6 separate regions of the Mus musculus genome follow, and all the other regions are linked to region 1. Evidence: chromatin contacts called from public Hi-C and promoter capture Hi-C data. All regions are on one chromosome and are shown on one strand. Each heading gives the region's core, a stretch centred on a gene start, on an enhancer-like site or on the middle of the called end of the contact. The rest is flanking DNA. Distances are from core to core; before and after follow the strand shown. Region 1 holds the start of Col25a1 (collagen, type XXV, alpha 1). Region 2 overlaps Gm36373 (a long non-coding RNA gene). Region 3 overlaps Col25a1 (collagen, type XXV, alpha 1). Region 4 overlaps Col25a1 (collagen, type XXV, alpha 1). Region 5 overlaps Col25a1 (collagen, type XXV, alpha 1). Region 6 overlaps Col25a1 (collagen, type XXV, alpha 1).

Region 1 (3,742 bases), core at 330-2,829:
TGCATAAGTGAATGTGAACTCTACACAGCCTCTCCATTGGAAGTAAATTTTAAATAAATAAATAAATAAATGGCCCTGATTTGAAACCAACCTTGAAGATAACTCTCAGCTTCAACAGCTCTACCTTCCAATTATTACCTGCACTGCATCCTTAACCAACTATAAAACTTTTTCAAAGTGTTTGAACATGAAAAAAAGATTCGAAGGGTGGAATTTATGATTCTCAAGCTCTATAGGATCGTTTCACTTGAAAGTGATTACCTTTTGTATATTAATAACACCTGTTTCCCTAACCTTTCCCTGGGAAGGAGATATGAGATCTTATATCAACAAAAATTGGTCTCCGTTGAAGTGAGAGCTCCCAAGAGACTCCAGAAAGCTACAAAGAAATAAAATGCCCCTCCACACACTCCCGTTATCCAGACCCCCCATATATGTCTAAGCATGCAAGCACTATGGAATACCCAGGGAAGATATCTGCTACAGACTTGATACTAAGCAATACCCAAGGTACTTAACTCCATACTTGGCATATACAGTCAAGTCAACTATGCAGACAGCTAAGGGTCGAAACTATCCCTGCACACAGGGCTCACACCTGTGCAAAACAGTATTCACGTGCAAAATACCCAGCCTTCCACACCTGAGCCAAGAGACGCTCCACTTTCTCCTGAACCATTGCCTTCAGCTCATCCACGGTGTCAGACAGCGGATGGAAGGAAGGGGTCCCTTTAGCAGATTCAAGAGCAGCAATCCTCGCCTGGAGGTCGTTGGTTTTCACCCCAAGATAAAAACAGAAAGCCACAGCAACCACTGACAAGAGGGTCGCCAGGGCCGTGCACGAGGGCATGGTGCCGGCACAACGCTGTCCCAAGGGGCGCGGATCTTCTGATCCAGACTCTCGTCCCCCTCCTTTCCCTGCAAGCTTCTTCACCAACATTGTGGCGGGGTCGCTGGCCTCCGCTACGCCTTCCACCTTCTATCTCCTCCAGTAATCTTAGAATGAGAGGAAGGGTCGGTTCCTCCAAAGTTCAGTCCCTGCGGCTGCACAACTAGTTGGTAGAGTCGGAGCCCGGGCTTAGAGATGGACCTGCGCGTGGCTCGGCGTCCGGATCAGCAGGCGTGGACCGACCGTCCTCCAGATTCTTTCTCCCCTTCCAGCTAGGAGTGAAAAGCACCCTCCGGCCGGGGACTGTGTGGCGCCGGGGGTGTTGTTGGGGTCACAGCTGAAATGAAACCCACTAGGGCAGCTCTCTTGACCCCCCCAATCCGACACCTCCTTAGGGGTCCCCCGCGCGGAGGCGCAGGGTCCGAGAGCCCCTCTCTCTGCTCCGACCTGTTGAGTCTGCCTGCCTATCTCTACCTTTTTCCACCCGCCGACCTGTCTCCCACCTGGATCAGTTCAAGGCCAAAAAGAAAAGGAAATACAGAGACCCGGCGAGAGCGCAGCCCCCGTGGGTGGTAGAGGAATAGAGAAAAAGAGGACCGAGTGACCCAAGCAGCGATCGTAAGCTGCGAGGCCCCAAAAGTATCTCCGCAGACCCGCGTGTGCGAGCCTTAAATACCCCGGGATGCTCTTGTGTGAGACAGTGCGCGCGCGCCTGAAGCGCGGACCGCCCCCTCCCGCAGGAGCCTCCTTATTAGCATAATATATTCACCTTCGCCCAGCCCGCCTGGACCCACGAAGGGGCGGGAGCGCGGGTGGGAGCGGAGCCCGAGGTCTCTATTAGCATAATATATGCAAATAGCTACAGCAACCACTGTGATTGGAGAGGAGCTTGGAGACCCTTCCCCCTCCCACCACCGAGTAACTTCAGCGTCCCCCTAAGGCCATCTCTCCGGCCCTAGCCAGGGGCCGAATTGAGGTCTGCTGTGCAGAGTGGCTTATACTGGCTTAGCCCAGCGCCCCCTATTTGGGTTAAAAAATGGAGAAATGGCCTCCTGAAGGAAAGAACGGAAGCAGAAGGCTCCAGCTCTCCAGATCCTCGCTCAAAGGCAGCCACAGGAGCTCCTCCATCTAGCCCTTGCGCGACGTTTTCCCTCCTCCCTCAGTTCGTTCCCACATGCCCAGAGGCAAAGTGTCTGGCTGACGTCTGCAGGGTACCTTCCCCACTTCCCTTCCTTCCCACGCCTTGCTGCAGATGACTGGGGAAGTTTTCTCGCCCCTCCCCCGTTTCCTCTTGTCTTGATGCTGCCCCCCCCCCCCCCCCCAGCTCTGGGCTCTTTCTCTGTACTAGGGTGCTAATGTGTTTTCCTGATTCGCTGTTTTGTGAGTGTTTGAGGCATACACATTTCTCAGGATTTAGGAAAGAGCTGAAGAATGAAGTCAGTTTTTCCTCTTCCTTGACTCTCAGCTTGCCTCTTCCCTCTGGATCAAATTACTAAGTCTCTACTGGGATTTTTTTTTTTTTTCTAAATTGATAACAAGTAGCATTTTGCATCCAATTGATTTTAGAGAAGAAAACACAACCCTAACTCTCCTTCCAAAAGACCTTCCTTTTTGCCTTTTCATCTTAAGAAATGTCACGTACGTTTCTTTCCCTCCCTAACCGATTACCACAACCAGTTACTACTATAATCAATGAACAAAATACCTAACCCGGAGCAGTTGCTTCTCGTGTGTAAACTACAGTGCCAAGGGGGACTTAGGATAGACATAGCAGGAAGCCTGCACTTATGAATCTCAACAAGTGGTTGCATAAAACAAGACCTCAAGACCTGAATAACAACTATGCTCACATGCCAACGTGGATCGGGGACCTTGCATGAGACCCGGTGCCTAGAATAAGAGCTACTAACAATCAATGGCTGCTGGAGGAGACTGTTTCCTTCCGGAACCAACTCCAGACTGTCATCTCTAAATACATAGACATATGAGAAACACTAAATGGACTCAAGAAGGATGTGTGTGTGTGTGTGTGTGTGTGTGTGTGTGTGTGTGTTCCAGGTAAGTAAGCTCCCTAACCCTGAACTCTAGCTCCAGCCAAAAAGTTTAATATGTTAGTTCTTTCCACATTCCAATTAACCTCCGTTGCTTAGTGTGGGTGTTTAGTGGGCCGCGGTGGTGGTGGTAATGTTGTACATGGGTTGCAAACTTTTTCTTTGCCAGTCCTCTCAATGTTCTCTCTTTGAGCCTCTGCTCTATGCCATCGATACTCTCCTCTGTGGAATTCCTAATTACCATCTTTTAGCTGTTGAGCAATGAATGCATATACCAAACCCAAACCTCCGGAGCCCCAGAATGATACAGCTCACCATTCGACATTCATCTCTCACTAGCAGTTACAACTTAGCCTGCATTGTTCCTCCAAACTTCTGCTCAGTTCCATTTGCCTTCTCAATATGGAGCTGTCCGGACTTCTCCTCACCCTCCTCTCCTTGTTCCCCTAAATTCCTTCAGCACATCCAGTCATCCCCCATCTCGCCAAACTTATTGCTCATGGTGTTCCTCTGCATCATACCATTTTCTAGAAATATGAGAGAGAAAAAAAGAATAAAGACCTTTAAACAGTTCACACAAACACAAAGGCCATTTTCCATGCTGATGGCAACAGCAGAGCACACAGTCCGCGTGGATGATGCTGTAGTCTGTGGGGGTTGCCCATGAGAGGGTCCTTCAGCATCTCTCATAAGCTCTTAGAATGATCAGATCTCAGTGGAGAGATAAGAGTTGGAATTTTATGGATTTGAGACCTTTATCCAGAGGATTAGCTTCGCTTTATGCCTTTCGTGAGTATGATAT
Region 2 (3,742 bases), core at 905-3,404, 470 kb before region 1:
CTGTTTCTCCTGGCAGGAGCTGAGACTCTGCAAGGGTCCAATCAGTATTTCCTGAAGGCTTGGATGATTGTCCCATGTCACCCCATCTTGTCTCCAGGTTTCTAGTTAAGCCACACCACACTTTCTCCCTTCCTCTAACACTATGTAGATGGGTTTCGACATGGTTTCTCAAGGTTGCCGTTCACTAAACAGGCCTCTGGCTCAGTCTCACATTTCCACCCAGAGAATGTGCCCCAAGGGTCTCTCATAGGAGACGTGGGATGTTAGATGGCTAGTTTGAGCACAAGCCTCTTCCTTCTATATACAAGCACATTATCATCACTATCACCATCACCATCATCATCACCACCACCATCATCAGTAGCAGCCGCAGCCGCAGCAGCAGCAGCAGCAGCAGCAGCAGCAGCAGCAGCAGCAGCAGCAGGCGGCTTACTTGGTAATAGTTTCAACCATGAAGAATACAAACATTTCAAAGTACGAGAAGTAGAAGTGAATACTTAGCCATCATTATCCTCATTCTCAACAGCCTTTTGGTTTTTCAAGACAGAGTTTGTCTGTGTAGCCTTGGCTGTCCTAGAATTCATTCTGTAGACCAGGCTGGCTTTGAACTCAGAGACCCTTCTGCCTCTACCTCCCGAGTGCTGGGATTAAAGCTGTGAGTCACCACTGGCCAGTGAACGTTTAGCTTCTAGGTAATGATCTCAAAAAACTTTTCAAACTAAGACAGAAACAGGGAGGAAAAGGTGCTTGATTTGGCCCTTGGCACCTTGTTAGTTGGTAATTGATCGACTCCACCTCCTTTTTCTTTAGTGTGGTCATGGAGGTTGTCTCTTCTTTTGTCTCAGCCTTCTTTAGCTCCAGCACATCACCACAGGGGAGAAGTCTGTGCTGAGATAAGGCTCAGTTGGTAGAGTCACTGCATAGTCTGTGTGGGGTCTTAGGTTCCATCCCTAGCACCACAGGAAACTAGATGTGTGGGGGCATGGAGTAGGGATGGAGTCTGCAGAATCAGAAGTTCAAGGTCATGTATACCTAAGAGGGAGTTGAGGAAGTGCTGGACCAGACAACTTGTCCAAGAATAAAAGGGAAAATTATTAAATGAAAGGCTGGATTATTATCATGATGGGCTATCAAATCATATGAGCAGGTACCTAGTTATACGTTTAGGTTTGTGAATCTTAACTTACATAGCCTTTGAGGAAAAAAAAATATAAAAGACTTCACTTGCTAATTTTACAGAAACAAATGACCCAGTGAACCTGGCTTGAACAACAAACAGGTTCCAAGGCTCAGGTTTTACATCAGTACATCTTGTGCAGGGTCCAGAATGACCACATGTAGCTCTCTCTACCTTCCTCCTTTCTTTAGCCCTAGCCCCAGGGAAGGAGCTCAAATGGGGTTCTACTATTGACAGTAGTGTCCACAAGGCTCTCAGGATCACGACTTGGCGGTTAAGGACCCTGCAAAACCTTATGTTCTATAAAAGTTACACACTCAATTGAGTTTCAGGACTCCAAACAGCCTGGCCCTGACAATAGCAGCAGCCTTGCCTACAGAGGTAGACTTGGTTTCTTCAAAGACATTTATGTCTTTTAGCTTGTTGGCAGCTATGTACGTCTACTTAGACAGGGCCCTGGTTGAAATCCCTAAATAATCAATCCCTTTGAACCCCAAGTCCTCCAATACTGCACATTTGGGCCGTGGGAACCTGCTCCAATTCAAGCAGATCCAGTGAGGAGGTATAGAAGGCCTTGCCATCCTCAAGGCACCTTTTAACCAGTGAGGGGAGTGAGGGAATGGGGTGGAGAGTAGGAATGTGGGGGTTGGAGAGCTGACAAGCTCTCTGCTTTCTCTCTCCCATAGTGGCTCAACTGCACAGAATTTGTTCGACAGCCTCAGCACCTCAGTCATGTTCTCCCCACTATGGGCCCCTTCCTTCCCAGCCCTGCTCTCTTGCCTTCCATACTTCTGTTTCCTGGGATTAGATCCAAAGCAAACCCTCTGTCCCAGGTCTTGGCCTCACGATCTGTTTTTGGGTTAGGCTAGACTGTTTCAAACTGCTCATTAAGGAAAATCAATACCTTTGCAACTTGATTATGGGACAGAGAGAAGAAAGGTTTCTGGTCTACCATCGCTTGGAGCCTCACAGTCTGCCTTAATTACCTGGATACTCTTGCTTCCTCCCCCCTGACTGGCAGCCTCTCGCTCTCCAGGGACCGTTTCCATTGTCTCCACTCTCCAACTATAGCCCGGAGACTCAAGATCAGACAGAACAATTGTGGGCGATGTGAGGCGAGCATGCTTGCTGTTTTGGGGGAGAAAAGATTGTTTTATTTCACTCTTGGATCGACTGGTGAAGCTTTCGAAAGACACATGGAAACAATCGAAAGAGAAAGACTTTATGTCTTTTTGGAGCAATGCATATTTATTCAAATTATAGTTGGATCCTGTTATGATAGAGGATTTTTAAGGGAAAAAAAAATCTTGGGTTTCATTTTCAAAGCTATAGATTTCTTATATTGTATAGTTTTGGACAGAAACGGAATGACCTAGCTTGAGGGTTCAGTTAGAATTTTGTATTTTTCACAGGACATTTTTCCTACTGAAAACACAGATTAATTCTTTTGTCTGAGGATCTCCACAGCAGTTCTTGTTAACGATGGTGAGTTTTCACATTTTCATGTCAAGACAGCCCTCAAGTACATCACCTACTACTAACACTTTAGCCGCTATTTATTTATTTATTTATTTGATATTTTCTTTATATACATTTCAAATGCTATCCCGAAAGCTCCCTATACCCTCCCCCGCGCCTTGCTCCCCTACCCACCAACTCCTGCTTCTTGGCCCTGGCATTCCCCTGTACTGGGGCATATAAAGTTTGCAATACCAAGGGGCCTCTCTTCCCAGTGATGGCCGACTAGGCCATCTTCTGCTTTAGCCTCTTTTTAAATCTCCCAACATGGTCTTGTCTTTCTTATTGTTGTTTTTAACTTTGAATATCAGGGAAAATTCATTAACCCGACTCTCTTTTCAAATCAGCTTTGCCAGGACTTCACTGGATAGAATAAAGAGATCAAATTAACCTTGAGTTGTCAGGCAGACTATGACCTTCAAATGTTGGGAAGGCATACCTTCCCTGGAGGATAGAGCTTTGACTTTTGACTCATGAAGGGTGAGACTGGAGAAGAACTTGGAACCTCCAATGGCTGCCTTTGACAGGGACAGGACGTAAGAAAACACCTGGCTCTGCATTGCCCGGAGTGGCTCCAAGGAGGGCTGAGTATAACAGAGCTCCTGAATGCTTCTGCACAAATGGGGGGATCCTCAGCCTCAGCCCTTCATAACCTGCACAGAGGTCTGAAGCTTTGAGGAAGAATATACTTCATGAATATAATATAGACTGAATTAATCATCCCTTTTCATTTTATACAGAGCCCCAATTTCAAAAGTGATGATATTTGTGAGAATTCTAGAAAATAGGCTGGTCTAGGTAGAGTTAGGATGCGGGGCCCCTATGAAGGGATTAGTGCCCTCATAGAAGAGTTTGCTGTCACTGTTTGAGTGAGCACAGAACAAGATACTAGCAAGCAAAGGAGAGGGCCTCCATCAGAGCCACATCTTGCAGGCACCCCTAGCCAACCAGAACTGCTGCTAATTGGGCTCCCTCCTGGCCTATGGTGTTTTGGCAGCCCAAACCAACAACACACCACCAGAGTAGGCAAAGGACTCAAATATTCTC
Region 3 (3,742 bases), core at 541-3,040, 410 kb before region 1:
ATTGATAATACATGCTTGCTCTCTCCCGGAAGCAGAGCCCAGGGAGGAGCCTGCTCATGCACACACATGTAGTATGTTTATCATGTAAAGCTGGCTCCAGAAAGAAGCACTTTACACTGATACAGACGAGTACAAAGTAGACAGAGGAATGGCATGCAGGATGATGGTAGGAAAGAGAAATACTGTACCAATTGGCAAGGAGCATCCAGCCCATCCAGGCCAGGCTGGCCTGGCTCCCCCTTTTCCCCCTTAACGCCACGGAATCCCTGTTTGTAAAAATTAACTCATAACGTTACTAATCCAAGAATTCATTGAAAGCAAAAATCTGCTAAAGAGACAACTAGAAGACAAAGCCAGGAGAGGAACAGCCTAGAAGGGGTAGTAACACGCAGAGAAGTTTCACATTATCATGACAAAGCCTTTGACAGGAAACCATTGGCCTCCTGTTTGGAGGGATATGGGATGCTGTTGGCTCTTCTTCACACCCTACAGTCAGGTTCCTGACAGCCAGCACTGCTTGTAAATTTAGAAACGAGTAGTGTTGAGTGGCTGGCAACAAGATGTCAAGGACACCAGTGTAGCCTCGTACTTCTGAACACCGTCGGAAAGTCTGTGTTAAGTGGCCCTCCCAGGACCTGCTGTTACTGACCCCTCTGGCCTGCTCCTCTCCCATCTTATCCTCATCCCATCACAAGACATCTGGAGACGGTTGCATCAGTTAGACATACCAACGGGCAGGGTGCATCTAATCCAGGAGCGCCCTGTTCTCCTTTCTCCCCTTTAGGCCCCCTTTTGCCTTTCTTTCCCTTTTCCCCCTGTGGATACAAGGGTTTAAATAAAAGACAGGTTTTATTTTGAGGGGGTGTAGAATAAAAATTATCCAAAGTATGGCTTAGCTAGAAATAGTCTGGAGGCATTTACCATTGTTTACTGATGTACATATGACACGATGCTATAAAAAAAATAACTTAAGCTGCCATGCTGACAATGGATTCTGGAAACAGGATAGATTGGTTGGTTGGCTGATTGATTGATTATTTATTTATGACATTCAACAAAAAGAAAGGAGGATACCAAAAGGGCTGATGCATCAGAAAGGCAGACCAGTGCTGACTGTCAAAATATCTGAGTCAACAGTGAATTAGGGATTTGTTCTGTGGACCAGGCAAAGATGGCGGACAAGTTACACTGAAGCCAGTTGGTATCAGGTGGAGCTGGGCTTAGGGTAATGGATGCTCTACCCAATTGTGAGTAATTTTAACTTGCCTTTACCCTCCGTATTCTTTAACACATAATGGCTGTACAGACTCAGAGGGAGAGGCTACAGCTTTGCTCTCTCCCAAGGCTGTCCAGTCGTACTCTATTCTGCAGCTCCCAGTAAAAACATTCCAGTATTAAAACGTGCCTCTATTGTGTTTAACTTTTCCTCTCTGGCAAAAATAAAAGTGAACACTTGACTGATTGAGTTAAACACAGATTTCAGGTGCTAGTACACGGCAGCAATGCCAACTGGAGAAACAGTTGGATAAACCTAGGCGGTCTTCTTCAATCTTTGTTGTTCACAATGGTAAATGAGTTTCCAGCCCACAACGCTGCAGATAGGAAAAGCAGTCTGGGCTCATTAAAATGAGGTAGGCAGGATAATTACGTAGTGGGAATGTAGCCATGGAAATTAGTATTTGGGAATCAAGGTCAAGGTTTGTAGGATGTCGGCATGGGTCCTAGGGATGGAGGAATTTAGGAAAGGAGGCGAAAGGAGAGGAGGGAAGGAATGCACCCCAGCTGGTTCACATTAACGGAGACATCTGCAAACGTATAGACAGGCAGTTGGTGCTGTGCAGAATGCAGAAGACAGTACATAGATACATACGTAGATGAGAGCATTCATCCTGCAATCTGGATGGCAGTTGCAATAAAACCGAACAGTCTGAAGCAAGCAACATGAATATTCAAAGGAAAATAGACAGAACAATGCGCACACCGCATTGAAGTATGAGACACTCATTCAAATTAATACATTCACTCTGACAGCATGGGCCGAAAGCTCCGCCTTGGTCATCTCCTGTGTGCCAAGAACATGGGGGCAGAAGGCTTGGAATCAAAACCACTTGGGCTTCTTGGATACAGGGGATAGAAATTTGGTGTGGTTCACTAGAGCATGGGTGAAGGCAAAGCTGTGACAGGGAGAGGGAAGGAGGAGCAGGTGAGACAGGAAATGGACGATGCCTTTGGAAGCAAGTGCTCACTCATGAAGAATCAGCACCCACTTCAGCGAGCAGCTTCAGTGTCATGACATGAACTGATAGAAACTTTTTACCTGTGCTTTGCCCTTCCTGAAGGCAGCGGAGCCATCTTTGAGTAGGACTAACCAAGACCAGGTGTGTTGGTTAAGTGGCATTCATTGCTTGATTGGCAAATGGACTTCAGACTAACTACTGGAATTACTGTGATAGGCAATGATTTGGGGTTGATATTTCAGCGAACAGCAAGCTTTATGGAAAAGAGCCATTATGAAGAATGATATGTTAATGCTATCACAGAGAAGAACATGTCAACATTATCAATCAACAGCATGTTGTAAAATGAAGTGATAATCTATATTCTTCAAAGTTATGTGTCATCGTGTGTATGAGCAGTTGAAATGTGATAATTATTGTCAGTTTTCATTTCTTATACTGATGAAAGAGATATATACAAAGTGTTTAACCTTTAGAATCTAATTTTCCTAAATATAAAACTTGGAATAATTGTGGAAATATTTTTGTGTGAGTGACTAGCATTTTTCTGAGGGAGGATATGTGAGTAGCTTATGGTTTTATAAGCTACAGTAATGAAAATTTCTCCTCTCCCCTAGACTCTTCATTCTTTTTTCTTTGCTATGCTGGGAGAATGAACTCAGGGCTTTGCACATGCTCAGTAAGAACTCTACACTGAGCCAATACTGGTATAATTTCCAACTTCTTTAAAGATAATAAAACTGAGTACTGCATGATAAATTTTTTTCCTTGTGTAACATTTTAGACCCATACAACCCACTAGGTAAATATATAACAATTAAGCAGATCTTTTAAAAACAATTTGCTGTGTTCAATGGTCTCACATAGAACCTGTCTCAAACTGCATTACAATTTGTAGTCAGGATTTATAATGTGGAAAAGAACTTCTTATAGCATACTTTTCCTCGTTTTTGAAATAGGGAAATAACAGCACCCACCTTGGGGTGGCAGTGTGACGATTTTAAGGTTTATCGTGGGAGAGGAATGCACAGGTGCTCACGGTATGTGATGATGTGGAAGGCGGAGCTTGAGATGACCATGGTATGGGCTCTTACCAACGGGAGGCTGAGAAACTCCTAATTCCTAAAACACATGCAGGGGCTTCGTTGCTTTTCTTTGACACATCTCTTTTGGTCTTGCATCATAACAGGAATGAGTTTCACTGTTCAAGAGAATCTACTAGACTTTTAAAATCATTGTGTTGTTAAGTATATCAGGGCACACATGAATCTAAGGAGGACTGGTTTACCCTGGAATCATGGGGTGGACGGATATTCAGCTACTTTAAGATTTTCATTATCGAGGTTTTGTTGCTTTTTTGCTTCATCCAATGTAAACACTTACTTGATTTACTATTGGGTTAAAGAGAAAGGGAGGAAGGGAGGGAGAGAAAGGAGAGAGGAGAAAAGAGAGAGGAGAAAAGAGAGAGGAGAGAGAGAGAGAAGCAGAACAAAAGAGAAACAGAA
Region 4 (3,742 bases), core at 689-3,188, 380 kb before region 1:
ATGACCATCCCACGTGAAGGTGAAAGGTTGCCCCATGGACTTACAGAAGGCCCCTGAGGACCTGGCAAACCGGTGTCTCCTTTCTCTCCTTTTACTCCATTGGCACCCTACAAATAACCAGGAAACAGAGTTTAGCATGAAGGTTAATTCCAGGGTCTAAAAGACAACTGAAACCACGACTCCCTTGAAATTTTATATTATGCACATAATTCATAAGAAGCTTTATCTCCACACATTTTAGTTCGAAGCAGTAATATTTACAGAAACTCTAAGGATTATGGGTGCTATATAGAGTGAAATACAGAGTAAATAGAAACTACACCGAGCTTGATTTTACAGCATTAAATACACTGGATTATGAATAATGTTATTTTTTTATGCTGTGCTCACTTTAAATAGTGCAGGTGAGACTTTAGTTCCACTGACATTTGTTTATAGTATCTTGTTTGCAAATGGGTAGAAGAGCCAGGTAGCACGGGCCTAAGATCTTGGCTCCTTGAGAAATGGAGGCAGAATGATCAAACACGCACAGCCAGCAAGTGTTTCAGCTCGTGTTTCATGCTTCAGCTGGCCTATGCAAGGTTTTAACCTAGAAAGGACTGGAGATATAGCTCAGTGGGTATGGGCAGGTATAGGGCTCTAGGTTTAATCCCTTGTTACTGGGGCTAGGGTGGGAGGGGTGGAGGGCGGGAGGGCGGGAAAGTTTCTATGCCTTTTCTTATAATTTCTAAATTTTTCCTTCTCAAGTTTCAGAAAAACAATGAGCCACGAGGAAGAAACACCATCCTTGTATAGACACACAAGACTAATCTGTTCTTTAATAGTTCTAAGTTCTGTTGCTTTGTACTTGTCTGTTTCTTTATTGTGGCCTATTTTATAATAGTTACTTGACTATACATACTAGATTCAAATGGCCAGTACCATTGGCTTTTTTATCTTCAAAAGAAAATAATTCAGGGGGAGAAAAAAAAAAGACACGAACACGTACTTTTTAAATGACCTAACTATAAAGTTTAAGCAACAACATTTCGAGTATTTACAAAATAAAGATAGTTTGGCAATTCCTGGCTGAGTACAGCTGAGAATACAATTCCTTCGCTAGCCATTTCTTCTCGAGAGAGTACATCATCGAGTGTGCACGTACCGGCAATCCAGGAAGTCCCAGTCCTCCTTTTTCACCTGGCACACCTGGGTCCCCCATGTCTCCCTTGGAGCCTTTGAGTCCCTACAAGTTACAAAGTTTGCATGTGAACAGTGCAGTGACAAGATGATAGGCACATCCTAGGGCCAATGGGATTCCAGGTAAATCTGCCAAGAGGTGGGAGCAAGCTGAGATGGCCATGACTTTGGCTCTCAGGCATTTTCTACATTGGATCAATGGTATTTCCCCATGTAATAGGATTACGTTCTATAGACCATTTAAATATGAAAAACATGAACTTGGGTTTTGGCGTTATTTCTCCTGGTTTCATCAATTTGCTTGGCAACTCTGGATCCTGCCAGTCCAGAAGACAGTATAATGACTGTAATTCTCAACAGTACAGCAAACATTTGAACCAGGACTCAGGGTTACAACAGCCAAGGTCCAAGTCAATGTTCCCATCTCTACATGGTTGTTCCTGCCTCATCACTGTGCATGTACATTCTAGCTGTCATCAGTTTCCAGCATCAATGTTCAATCAGTGCTTTCAAGCACCCCGTTTGTCCAGTGTCCCCTGTTTGGTTCTCACGACATCTCTGCATGGTGAGCCAGAACGTAATTACTATTCTTTTGCAATGAGAAAATAGATGTGTGGGTTTTGAATGCTAACAAATGTGAGTTGTGGAACACTAACATTACAATTAATTAATATTTTTAATCATGTTCATCTTAGCAACCTGTGGCAACAGGACCAGATGGCCCTGGTTACTATGGTAGGGATTCACAGGCTACGCAGACTCATTGTAGGGACAAGAACACATGCTACTTTCGCTAACTATCTTTATACTGAGTTCCGAACCACATACTGGAGGAGTGTGAAAGTACCAGCAAAGATAAATGTATCTTGCTGGTTAAGGTTGGGGATTTTTTGACAGGGAAAGCAACATGGTCAATTCAATAGGGTTAGTGGGAGAACAGAACCTTGCAAAGCCTAGAGAAAAAACATCTAGCTACTGCATATGTTGTATGTACGGGAACATTCAGTGTGTCATTATGAATTTCTAATTTATTATCTTTAATTACTAACAGTGGGTAATGATAAACTTACGTGTAACCTTTGTCATGGAAAATTGATTAAATTACCTTTCTATACTATTTCTTTAATGTGACAATATATCACTTTAATATCCAACTCTGTTACTAAAAATAACTTTTTCTAAAGTGGTTTGTTTTGTTAGAATACTTTCTCCTGAAGAGTGTATTGTTGATTTAGTCTATCAAGAATTCCTTTGATTTCTTATTCATTAATTCAGGCTATTTCTTAAATTTATTCAATGGTATTCTTTCTTATTCTGTGTGTGGGCCTGAATATGTGTGTAGCCCAAAGGAGGGCACCTAACATCTTGGAATTGGGGTGCTGGCTGATGGGGGAGCTGGGAACCAAACCCAGGTCCTCTGCAAGGGCAACAAGTGCTTCCGTCACTGTGCCCTCTTTCCGGCCCGTGAGCCACTTCTTGAGAAAATAACAGACATCCACATAACCTCACAGACTTTGAAACTAATCCTTGTGGTTTGATCCCGAATGCTGTCTGCATTCTCTTAGCAAAATTCTTAAAAGGTAGAGTTGCCAAGCCACAGCTGACAATGCCAAGTTCAGCCTAGGGACTGTTTTTTATTTACGTTGAATTAAAACAAAAAAGTAAGATGTGTTTAAGGAAAAGAATGCACTACAGAAACAATATGTACCCACAAAACCTGAAGTCTCTACTGTCCAGACTGTGCACAACCTTTGCCAATGTCTGACCTGAGGGCACTCTGAAAGATGCTGCTGCAGTGTACATAGCTATAATGATTTACTTTTTGCCTGAGTTTTCAAACGATCTAGAAAATTAGGGGGGAAATCATTATTCAGGAAAAGGAGACATCAAATGCCTGGAGTTAAGCAATACTATTATTTGTGAAAACTATGGCCATTGATTTTTGATATTGAATTGTTTTATATTCACTGAAAAAACAAAACAAAATAGAAACAACAACAACAACAACAATAAACCCCAACCAACCAATCAACCAACAAACCAACCCAAAGCTGTTCTTACTGATGAGGTAATGATTTTAGAGTCTATTAGAATCTGTTGAGGTAGACTGATAGGTCAGTAGTATTAAGAACAAAACCAAAGTAATACATAGCTTTACATTTCTACCAACCCAATTTATATCTAACTTAAAACCAATCACATATTTAGAGTTCATGTGGAACAAATGCTGGAGACAAAAGAGACAGTGCATCATGTCAAAAGACATGACTTTTGGCTTTAAACTTATAATAGAAGTACTGACCAACAACAGTGCTTAAAATAATGGCATATATCCTTGAAAATTACCTGTTCTCCATCAACTCCGGGGATTCCTGGAGAGCCTTGCTCACCCTGATAAAATAAAAAGCAAGAACTTGTTTGCATTTACCATTGCTAAGAAGCTGTGCTAGCTGATACATGAACAGTTTGACTTTTAGCAAGTACACAGTTCATATATCTAAGCTAAGTGAAGGGAAAAATCTTTCTTGAGGATTGTGCATAATAATACTCCTATGTAGTAAAT
Region 5 (3,742 bases), core at 561-3,060, 340 kb before region 1:
GGCCTTTGACACCCCTCTAATGCTGCCCTTCCAATTTAATACTGCCTTCCCTCTGCTGTACAAGGCCGAAAAAATACGGTTAAATGGAGGACTAGTTCCTTGATCTTTGGATGGCCTTCTTCTGCAACCAGAGCTATCGTATCTGTCAGAAAGACTGTCACTTAGAAAGAACACAATGTGTCATAGAATCCAGGTAGCTCTCCACTCACAGATACACCCAAACACCATTGGCAGTTGGCAGCGGTGGGAACCTGTAGTATGAATAGCACCGCGCACAGCAGAAGTCTGGAAACTGGAGGTAGGCCTGCATGGAGTACTGAAGGTATCTAAGGGGATTAACCCATGATGCCCCACTCTCCATTTGTGCCCCTTCCTGGTTTTGATGAGGATTTGTGGGGTCACTCTTAGATAACTGGTACAGGTAAACACCTATATCCCACTGACCTTTGACCTAGAGTCCTCAGAAGCAGCAGAGGGAGATGCAGACGTTTAGGAAGGGATCAGAATGGCATCAGTGAGTATGCAGAATGCTTTTTTTTTTTAAGCAGGGCTAGGGGCTTCTGAACCCTGGCATGCAGTGTCTGCCCCTTCTACCCTTCCTTTCAACCCCAAACTCAAATGCTGTAAGGGAGGGGAAAGAACCATATCCACCCCCCCCCCCCCCACTATTTGGCAGTCCGAAAGACAAGCCAATAAACACTTACTACCTCTTCCAGAAATCTCCACTTATCTGTCCATCTGCCCGTCCATCTCTCCACCCCCCCATCCTCTCACCCACCCAGTTCAGTTGGGGTGTAGCTTTGGAGAAGCGGGGTGACGAGCAAAGGCAGAAGCATCTTTACCTTTTCTCCTTCTTTTCCAGGTTCTCCCTGAGCACAAAAAGAGAGATTGTGAGGAATTAGTGGAGAGCTAGCGAGTGAAGCAATAGCAGGCAAGGCAGAACACGCACTGAATGCACTAGGTGGGTGGACTATACAGGGCACTGTCGATTATGGCTTTAATTTTTATATGAAAACAAGTCACAAAAGTACCCAGAAGGACTGGGTACAGAAACCAGTGCTAACTTTAATCCCAAGTCCTTACTTATAAGTATAATGACATCCAGTAGATAAGAAGTTACCCAGGAGTGGGCTGGGACACTAAGGGGGAGTGACGGTGTGGCACCAAGATGTCTCTCCAAACTCCAGATCAATAAGGGGGTTAGCATGTCCTTCCATAAAGCTGCCTATTGAAGATATGTTTCGACACATGGACTGTGTCAGGGCTGACCTCTGGTACAGTTCTGCCATCTATATTCTTGGACATGATCATAAGCCCTCAATGCAGCACTGACACCCCTTGACAACATCATCAATTCTGTAACTGGTAGAAAGCAACATGCTGCAGATCAAGACAGCGGAATGGAGGAATGGAGCAGAGCTTTAGTCTGTTAAGGTTCCTACTAGAAATGGCAGCCAGGAACACGAGAGGCCTAAAATATGAAACTGTTCTCTGGAGAGAGCTGCATTTTTCCCCTTTCTCTAGGAAAGGGCAGGGGACAGACAGGAAACATCCTAAAGTACCTGCACATTGTGATGACATTTCCTGATCGGAAGCTTTAATAAGCTTTGCCATGAGATCAGACTGCTTTTAAAAAACAGTGTAACGAGATGATTGTAGAAAAAAGAAAACCAAACTGAAAGAAAACCCACTCTAGAGGTGAGCTTGGGGCAAAACTCTTTTCATTCTCAGGAACTCATCCTGGCCCCCTGGCTTTCTGCATCTCTGGTGACCCGCACAACTCAACATCCATTCTGAAAGCCGCATTGCCAGGCAACACAGGACCAGCACCAGGGATACGCCTCAAGCATTAGCAACCACCCTCAGGCTGTTTAGTAAAGTACGAGGGAGGGAAGAAGACAGAAGGCGGCTGGGGTCCAGAAGGAATATCTTTTTTCTTCTCCTCCAGGACAATAGAAAGGGCGAGTTTATGAGTTTTAGGTCTGCCCACAGCACCTAAATAGCAGTGTGATGTGTAGAATCAGCTGACAGGCATCTGTGGGTACAGACCCACACCAGCACAGCTGATGGGATTAGACATCGGTTTTGTACTTCAAGGGGTGTTCACTCATCAAAGGATTTGGGATTTGTCTGTCTGCGTGGCTTAAACTAAACTGTCACCAATCTCTTTTGATTTAACGGATTCATTTGTTCTTCAAGAAACCAAGCAAACAGGCAATCCAAAAAAAATCCTCATTACATTTTTTCCCTGCTTAGTAATTCAAACTATATCCATTTTTAAATTCTAAACACACCACATCTTTATTCTGTTCTTTGTCTGATTAACTGGCCATGTTGTGTAAAAGCTGAAGGTGGCCAAATCTTGAGAAAAAGCCATCGAAGCTCTGTAAACATCATCTGTGGTGGGGCTTAGCTAATATGTACATTTTAGGCAGCGTGAACATGACCTATATTTTCACATCTTATTAAGGGGTAAAATGACAGTAGTCATTTTGGAGGCTTTTTTATGCTAGTGAATTATAACCACAAGATATATTTCTTTAGAACTGTTTTATGGGTGTTTTGCTTGCATGTATGTTTGAGAAGTTACTTACGAAGGGTCAAGAGATGTTATGTGGGCATGGAGAATTGAACTCAAGTCCTCTGTGAGAGCACTCATCTCCCCAGCCCCATAGGGAAGGTTTTAGACAGCCGTGTATCCTATTTCTTTTTTTATGCATGTCTAATGCTAATGACAATCTTAGACATAATTTGGTCATTAGTTACAAAGTACTATGACAGCATGTTATTCCACTGACAGAACATTCTATCCAACTTCAACCAGAAGAACAATTTACAAACTGTGACAGCTTACAGCCATGTAGGAACCATGTTGTGGATGACTGTGTTCTACTGTTTCTCTACCCACCTTAGGTCCTGGTAGTCCACTCTGCCCGGCTGCTCCAGGTGATCCAGGCTCACCCTCAAAATAGAAAGTACACATTACTAAGCAAAATAAGCCAACCTAGCACATAATAGAGATGATGAGAGGAGTTGGCCACCTTAGAACGAGCTAGAAAAACAGAGAATAAGTAACTACTAGAATAATTAGTCCCACTGTGGCCCAAAGATCTACATGCTTGAGAACAAAGTATTCAACTGAGTTAATTCCCTTTGTGTGGTCTTTTCATCAATAAGAAAGCTGAGTGAGGAGTTGTCAGGGATGCTGGTAGCTAATATGGTTCTGGGTACCATCCAATTAGTATTTGTTGAATGAATAAAGCTCACTTGGCAATAATAAACTCTCTTGGTGGAGAACTTGTAAATGATCTATCAGCTCAGTTAAAGACTAAATCACTAGATATTTTTTTTTCTTATTAAACTTAAGTAACACGGATGTATATTTTGAAAATACATATCTTTAAACAGATACCTAATTTTCTAAAACACATTTGGTGGAAAAGCAACAAATAAATAAATAAATAAATATAAAAAATAAAAAGGCTTTGTAAAAGTGGTTTTGCAATAGTGTTGTGAAAACAACTAAAACAACCAGACTTATTCCTCATGGTCATACTGTACGATTGGCTCTTAAGAGCAAGGTAATGGATGTCCAGCTAGAAAATTCCCTGTTTCCAGAAGATGGTGGTATATACCATCCTTTCTGAACCAGTGATTCTTTTCCAAAGAGGTGGGAGAACAAAGCAGCAATAATAACAAAATAGTCCAAGTCCCTTGAAATGTCTAGAAACAAAGGACACTG
Region 6 (3,742 bases), core at 506-3,005, 280 kb before region 1:
ATGGTAGGTATAGATGCTATGATCAAGACAAACACTGGTAGCAAGAGAAGATCCTCGCTCCTCTTCTAGAGGTACACGGGACTAATACTTGGAGTCTAGGGACTCTCCAAGTTCAGGGTTTGCTCTTTACTTGAGCTAGATCAGGATACTGTGTCAGCCACCAGAGTTGTAGGCTTCCTGTGGGAATTTAGACCGAAGAGGAGAGCATGCCTTCTTAAAGCAGCGTCTTTTAGTAACTAATGCCAAGTACAGTGCAAGAAAGTGTGGTGGGTAACACATAGGAAACAGAGGGCATTAATACAGACAGCAACTAACATGGAAGATGCACTCAACTGTCCAACTAATTAGGGCAGGATACGTAAGCGCATCCAGTCTCAGGGAAGGAGGCAGGCTCTCAAAGGACAGAGATGAAGATATAGATCAGGTACATCCTTCTTAGGGGAAAACTTGAAAACTTTTCATAGGCTGTGAATGTGGGAGGGCCTTAGGAATAATTAAAGGAGACGTAGTGAGCAATGATAATTCAGTTTACAGAAGATAACCCTAGTAGAGTTAGGAAAAACAGATTAAAAACTGAGGTTGTATGTACCCTGTAATTTCTTACCTGCAATTCTAAAATTCAAAATGGTTGAAGATGAAATCATCTTCATAAGTTCAAATTTTTTTCCTTTTAAGCTTGTAGCAATTGTGTCCAGGGACAAAGCTTACTGAAGCAGCGGTGAAGCTCTGTCTGGTCCCTGAAGTCCTTCCTAGTGTGAACTAGTTTGCAGTCCACTGAAGAACTTGATGGTTGGATTACACAGGACACCTCTCATACAATTTACACCATATGACTATTACCAACGTCCTATTTTCTCAAAGCTCAAAATTCTGAAACACATTTGACCTTGAGACTTTCAAGGAGTAATTGTGAGCTAAGTTCAACACTGATAACATAAAAGGAGCCTTTAGGAGAGTGAATGAGCATAGGAAAGGAGTGAGCTGTAGATTTAAGGCAATGGATTTGCATTCAAACAAAACTTGTCAACATAGGTGCTCTGGGAAATGCCCCGCTTAAATAATGACATGAATTACATATTAATTATTCATGCCAGTTTGCAACTGAAAAGATATTTACCTTTTATTCTTTGGTTTTACATGTTAATCAGGATTGGACTGATCAGCTGTTACATGGCATATATCTTTTACATTATTTCTTTAATAAATATATAATCACATTTATAATTAGAAAATATGTTTCATAGTATCTCAAAAGCAATTCTGTGGAAATTGTGTTCTTTTGTTAAGTAAAGAAGCTACGGGGGCTGGAGATGTGTCTCAATGGTTAAGAGCACTGGCTGTTTTTCCAAAGGACCCAGGTTTAATCCCAGAAACCATTAGAAAGAAAAAAAAATTCTCCAAAAGTCTTTGGAACATCAATTTGTTTACCCAACACTTACTGCACAGAAATTTGCTTAAAGTGAACATGATTTGGCAAAATTCATGCAATATGCATTTGAAATACAAATTTTGAGTGAACAGATCTCTAGTTCTCAGGGATTCTTCATACTAAGATGGTACAGAGTTACAACACTGTGAAATGTACCTCTAAACAACCCATATTGACCTCTACTTGAGAGCCTGAAGTCAAGGGCTCACCTTGACTTAAACACATCCTGTTCATTTCCCAAATGGAAATGGTGTGTGCCTGGCAGAGGTGGCATGGCATGAACCAACAAAGAACAGCTCGTATGAAACAGGGATCATCAGCTAACAGGGCATCTGATATGGAAGGGAGAGTGGGCGTCTACCCAGATGCCTTGAGGGAGAAGGCCAGCACATCCTGCTGTTGCCTGGAAGCTCTGTTTACTGCTTTGGCTTGATGGCTGTTTGAGAAAATTCTTTGTGGACTGAGCGACTGAGCCTCGACTCTTACTTTCTTGGGCGTGCCCTCTGACTGGCAGCCTCTCCATGGCAAAGCTGGGAGAGTCCCTGGGGGCTTCTACAGGGAGCATAATGTACTTCCTACTTTACCTCTGAGGTTTGCCAGGCCCCATGGCAGAAGTGCCATTTTGGAATAACCGGACCCCTCAAAAATGATTTTAGCAATAAAAGAGATGATGTTATCCTTGGGAAGTTCACTAGAGTGTATTACTCAGACGATAGTACTAGAGGTAATTTTTAAAACAGGTCTATTTGGTCCTGTGTCCTAATTTTCCCCATTAGTCCATATTTTAATTTTATAGTGATCTCCCAGGGTTTGTTTGGTTGGGCAAGATTAAAATAGGACCTGGGGATTGAAAACATACTAGAAATTTGCATCATTCCAACAGGAAGCTAAAACTATGGACTTTAAGAACATGGTCACACTCTAATTACCTTTCTACTTCATGTCACCTGTATATCTGGAACAGGCCCAACCCATAAAGACGTAGCCGACAGGAAAGCAGCCTGTTGAGACTAGAACAGTAGCTCAGTGGCAGAACGCTAGCTCAGCATCTACCAAGCCCCCTGTGTTCAATGTTTTGGGGTCCTCTCCCCTCCCCTCTTTTCCCCTCCCCTCTTCTCTCTCAACACAACACAAAATCCAGAGTGAAGCCAAAGCCAGACTGAAGCAACAGCTACCCAGTGTGGCCTTTTCTGCAGAAAGCAAACCAGTCGCTACCTTGTCCCCTGCATTCTTAAGGACTCCAAATTCAACGTTTTATTTTTTAATGATTGCTTCAGATTGAAAATGTATGTTACTAACTCAATTTTAGTATAACTTTTTTTAAAATCATTCAAACATAAATACATTTGAGGTTAAGCTTTGGGCCACAGATGAACAGTTAATGAATAGTACTTTGGAGAGCTAAATTAGAAACAAGGGCTTTGCTGCCAAAGGAAATTCTCATCACCAAGGATGACTTTGGTTGCTGCTCTGATGCTTGGAGAAAGGTTACAAACTCATGGTATCCATCCTATGCCGTAATTTGAAAGAGTTATTCTCAAGTAAAAACATTTCAAAAGATGATTGTTACATAGTAATATCTTTGGGAGATACAGGTCATGGTATAATTTCTTTATGAAAAGAACATTCCTAAATAATGAAATCATTTCTATGAGTTGAACTCTAGGTGAAAGAGTCCATTATGATCTACAGAAAAACTACAGCTTAAGACTTTGCTGAAAAGAATGTTCTAAGTTTGGAAAACTTAAGTCTAAGTCTTACCATTATACAATATGCGGTCCCTTCCCACACTCCTTTACTCTACCTCCATCCCCTCCCAGTCAATTCTCCTATTCCAGTTCCCCTTTGATCTCTTTATAATATTATATTCTATTTCCCCTTCCTTGGAAAATCCCAGTGACCTTCCAGCAATAGTGCAATAGTGGCACAAATATTATGGAGGTAACCAATCACTTTTTTTAAAAAAAAATTAAATTTAAGGCCCACTCCATGGGATGACACCCAACCTGAAACTATAAGTGACCAAGAACCTGGGACTAGATTAGGAAATCCCATTGCTACTAGTATGCTAAAATAGCAGTAATAAAATGACTCCCACTAGCATTCTGTCATACCTGTGGGTCAGTGCACACTTAAAACAAGAAGGCTATTTGCAATTAATTCCTGCTGGGAAAGGGGAAACCAGTTTCTTCCAATGGAGGATGTGCTAGATGGTTCTATGTTAACATGCAACCTAGAGTTATTTGAAAGGAGGGAACCTCAGTTGAGAAAATGCCTCTATAGGTTCTGGCTATAGGCAAACCTGTAGGGCAT

Evidence for each region. Promoter capture Hi-C pulls out the DNA fragments that hold promoters and counts their contacts. A called contact is a pair of places that touch in the nucleus more often than the background predicts.
Region 2: a contact with region 1 is called in a promoter capture Hi-C map of cranial neural crest. The contact joins the enhancer-like site here to the promoter of Col25a1 in region 1. A contact is called at or near these places in 9 of 39 promoter capture datasets (the C10 cell line, cranial neural crest, embryonic stem cells and 4 more), 1 of 484 Hi-C or Micro-C datasets (nephron progenitors), 3 of 115 datasets of contacts at active chromatin or transcription factors (bone marrow-derived macrophages, embryonic limb bud and stem cell-derived neural progenitor cells) and 2 of 9 other capture datasets (embryonic stem cells and liver).
Region 3: a promoter capture Hi-C map of second pharyngeal arch cranial neural crest shows a contact between it and region 1. The contact joins the enhancer-like site here to the promoter of Col25a1 in region 1. A contact is called at or near these places in 23 of 39 promoter capture datasets (the 3T3-L1 cell line, 3T3-L1-derived adipocytes, the C10 cell line and 13 more), 3 of 15 datasets of contacts at CTCF or cohesin (embryonic stem cells, hippocampal excitatory neurons and stem cell-derived epiblast-like cells), 87 of 484 Hi-C or Micro-C datasets (LSK cells, the P5424 cell line, Sertoli cells and 41 more), 30 of 115 datasets of contacts at active chromatin or transcription factors (PVALB interneurons, SST interneurons, acute myeloid leukemia and 20 more) and 5 of 9 other capture datasets (adipose tissue, embryonic stem cells, liver and 2 more).
Region 4: a Hi-C map of ventral hippocampal neurons shows a contact between it and region 1, with 2.2 times the contacts expected there. The contact joins the enhancer-like site here to the promoter of Col25a1 in region 1. A contact is called at or near these places in 22 of 39 promoter capture datasets (the 3T3-L1 cell line, 3T3-L1-derived adipocytes, the C10 cell line and 12 more), 3 of 15 datasets of contacts at CTCF or cohesin (embryonic stem cells, hippocampal excitatory neurons and stem cell-derived epiblast-like cells), 95 of 484 Hi-C or Micro-C datasets (the C10 cell line, LSK cells, the P5424 cell line and 46 more), 26 of 115 datasets of contacts at active chromatin or transcription factors (PVALB interneurons, astrocytes, bone marrow-derived dendritic cells and 17 more) and 5 of 9 other capture datasets (adipose tissue, embryonic stem cells, liver and 2 more).
Region 5: a contact with region 1 is called in a Hi-C map of cortical neurons, with 1.9 times the contacts expected there. The contact joins the enhancer-like site here to the promoter of Col25a1 in region 1. A contact is called at or near these places in 7 of 39 promoter capture datasets (the C10 cell line, cranial neural crest, frontonasal cranial neural crest and 4 more), 1 of 484 Hi-C or Micro-C datasets (cortical neurons), 6 of 115 datasets of contacts at active chromatin or transcription factors (bone marrow-derived macrophages, embryonic limb bud, embryonic stem cells and 2 more) and 1 of 9 other capture datasets (adipose tissue).
Region 6: a contact with region 1 is called in a promoter capture Hi-C map of hippocampal neurons, with 2.6 times the contacts expected there. The contact joins the enhancer-like site here to the promoter of Col25a1 in region 1. A contact is called at or near these places in 7 of 39 promoter capture datasets (the 3T3-L1 cell line, cranial neural crest, embryonic stem cells and 4 more), 1 of 484 Hi-C or Micro-C datasets (bone marrow-derived macrophages), 5 of 115 datasets of contacts at active chromatin or transcription factors (craniofacial prominence, embryonic stem cells, forebrain and 2 more) and 4 of 9 other capture datasets (adipose tissue, embryonic stem cells, liver and 1 more).

The regions. Positions count from the first base shown.
Region 1 is chr3:130,178,682-130,182,423 of GRCm38.p6, reverse strand. Col25a1 (collagen, type XXV, alpha 1) reads right to left here and starts at 1,579. Exons shown (of 38, transcript NM_029838.4): 1 at 644-1,579. The coding sequence starts at 940.
Region 2 is chr3:130,644,808-130,648,549 of GRCm38.p6, reverse strand. Gm36373 (a long non-coding RNA gene) reads left to right here. Exons shown (of 3, transcript XR_867641.2): 3 at 2,590-2,649. Among named protein-coding and RNA genes, the nearest start is that of Gm36322, 13 kb to the right of the region's middle. Within about 2 kb of position 2,154, at least 5 of the 459 cell types and tissues checked have an H3K27ac peak or open chromatin away from gene starts, as enhancers often do.
Region 3 is chr3:130,586,484-130,590,225 of GRCm38.p6, reverse strand. It overlaps Col25a1 (collagen, type XXV, alpha 1), which reads right to left. Exons shown (of 38, transcript NM_029838.4): 36 at 189-266. Among named protein-coding and RNA genes, the nearest start is that of Etnppl, 29 kb to the left of the region's middle. Within about 2 kb of position 1,790, at least 7 of the 459 cell types and tissues checked have an H3K27ac peak or open chromatin away from gene starts, as enhancers often do.
Region 4 is chr3:130,563,942-130,567,683 of GRCm38.p6, reverse strand. It overlaps Col25a1 (collagen, type XXV, alpha 1), which reads right to left. Exons shown (of 38, transcript NM_029838.4): 26 at 3,526-3,570; 27 at 1,145-1,225; 28 at 45-107. Among named protein-coding and RNA genes, the nearest start is that of Etnppl, 52 kb to the left of the region's middle. Within about 2 kb of position 1,938, at least 4 of the 459 cell types and tissues checked have an H3K27ac peak or open chromatin away from gene starts, as enhancers often do. A contact at or near this core is called in hippocampal excitatory neurons and ventral hippocampal neurons, where this site is marked.
Region 5 is chr3:130,516,904-130,520,645 of GRCm38.p6, reverse strand. It overlaps Col25a1 (collagen, type XXV, alpha 1), which reads right to left. Exons shown (of 38, transcript NM_029838.4): 13 at 2,909-2,962; 14 at 843-869. Among named protein-coding and RNA genes, the nearest start is that of Etnppl, 99 kb to the left of the region's middle. Within about 2 kb of position 1,810, at least 7 of the 459 cell types and tissues checked have an H3K27ac peak or open chromatin away from gene starts, as enhancers often do. A contact at or near this core is called in cortical neurons and hippocampal neurons, where this site is marked.
Region 6 is chr3:130,463,609-130,467,350 of GRCm38.p6, reverse strand. All of the region lies in intron 7 of Col25a1 (collagen, type XXV, alpha 1), which reads right to left. Among named protein-coding and RNA genes, the nearest start is that of Etnppl, 150 kb to the left of the region's middle. Within about 2 kb of position 1,755, at least 3 of the 459 cell types and tissues checked have an H3K27ac peak or open chromatin away from gene starts, as enhancers often do. A contact at or near this core is called in hippocampal neurons, where this site is marked.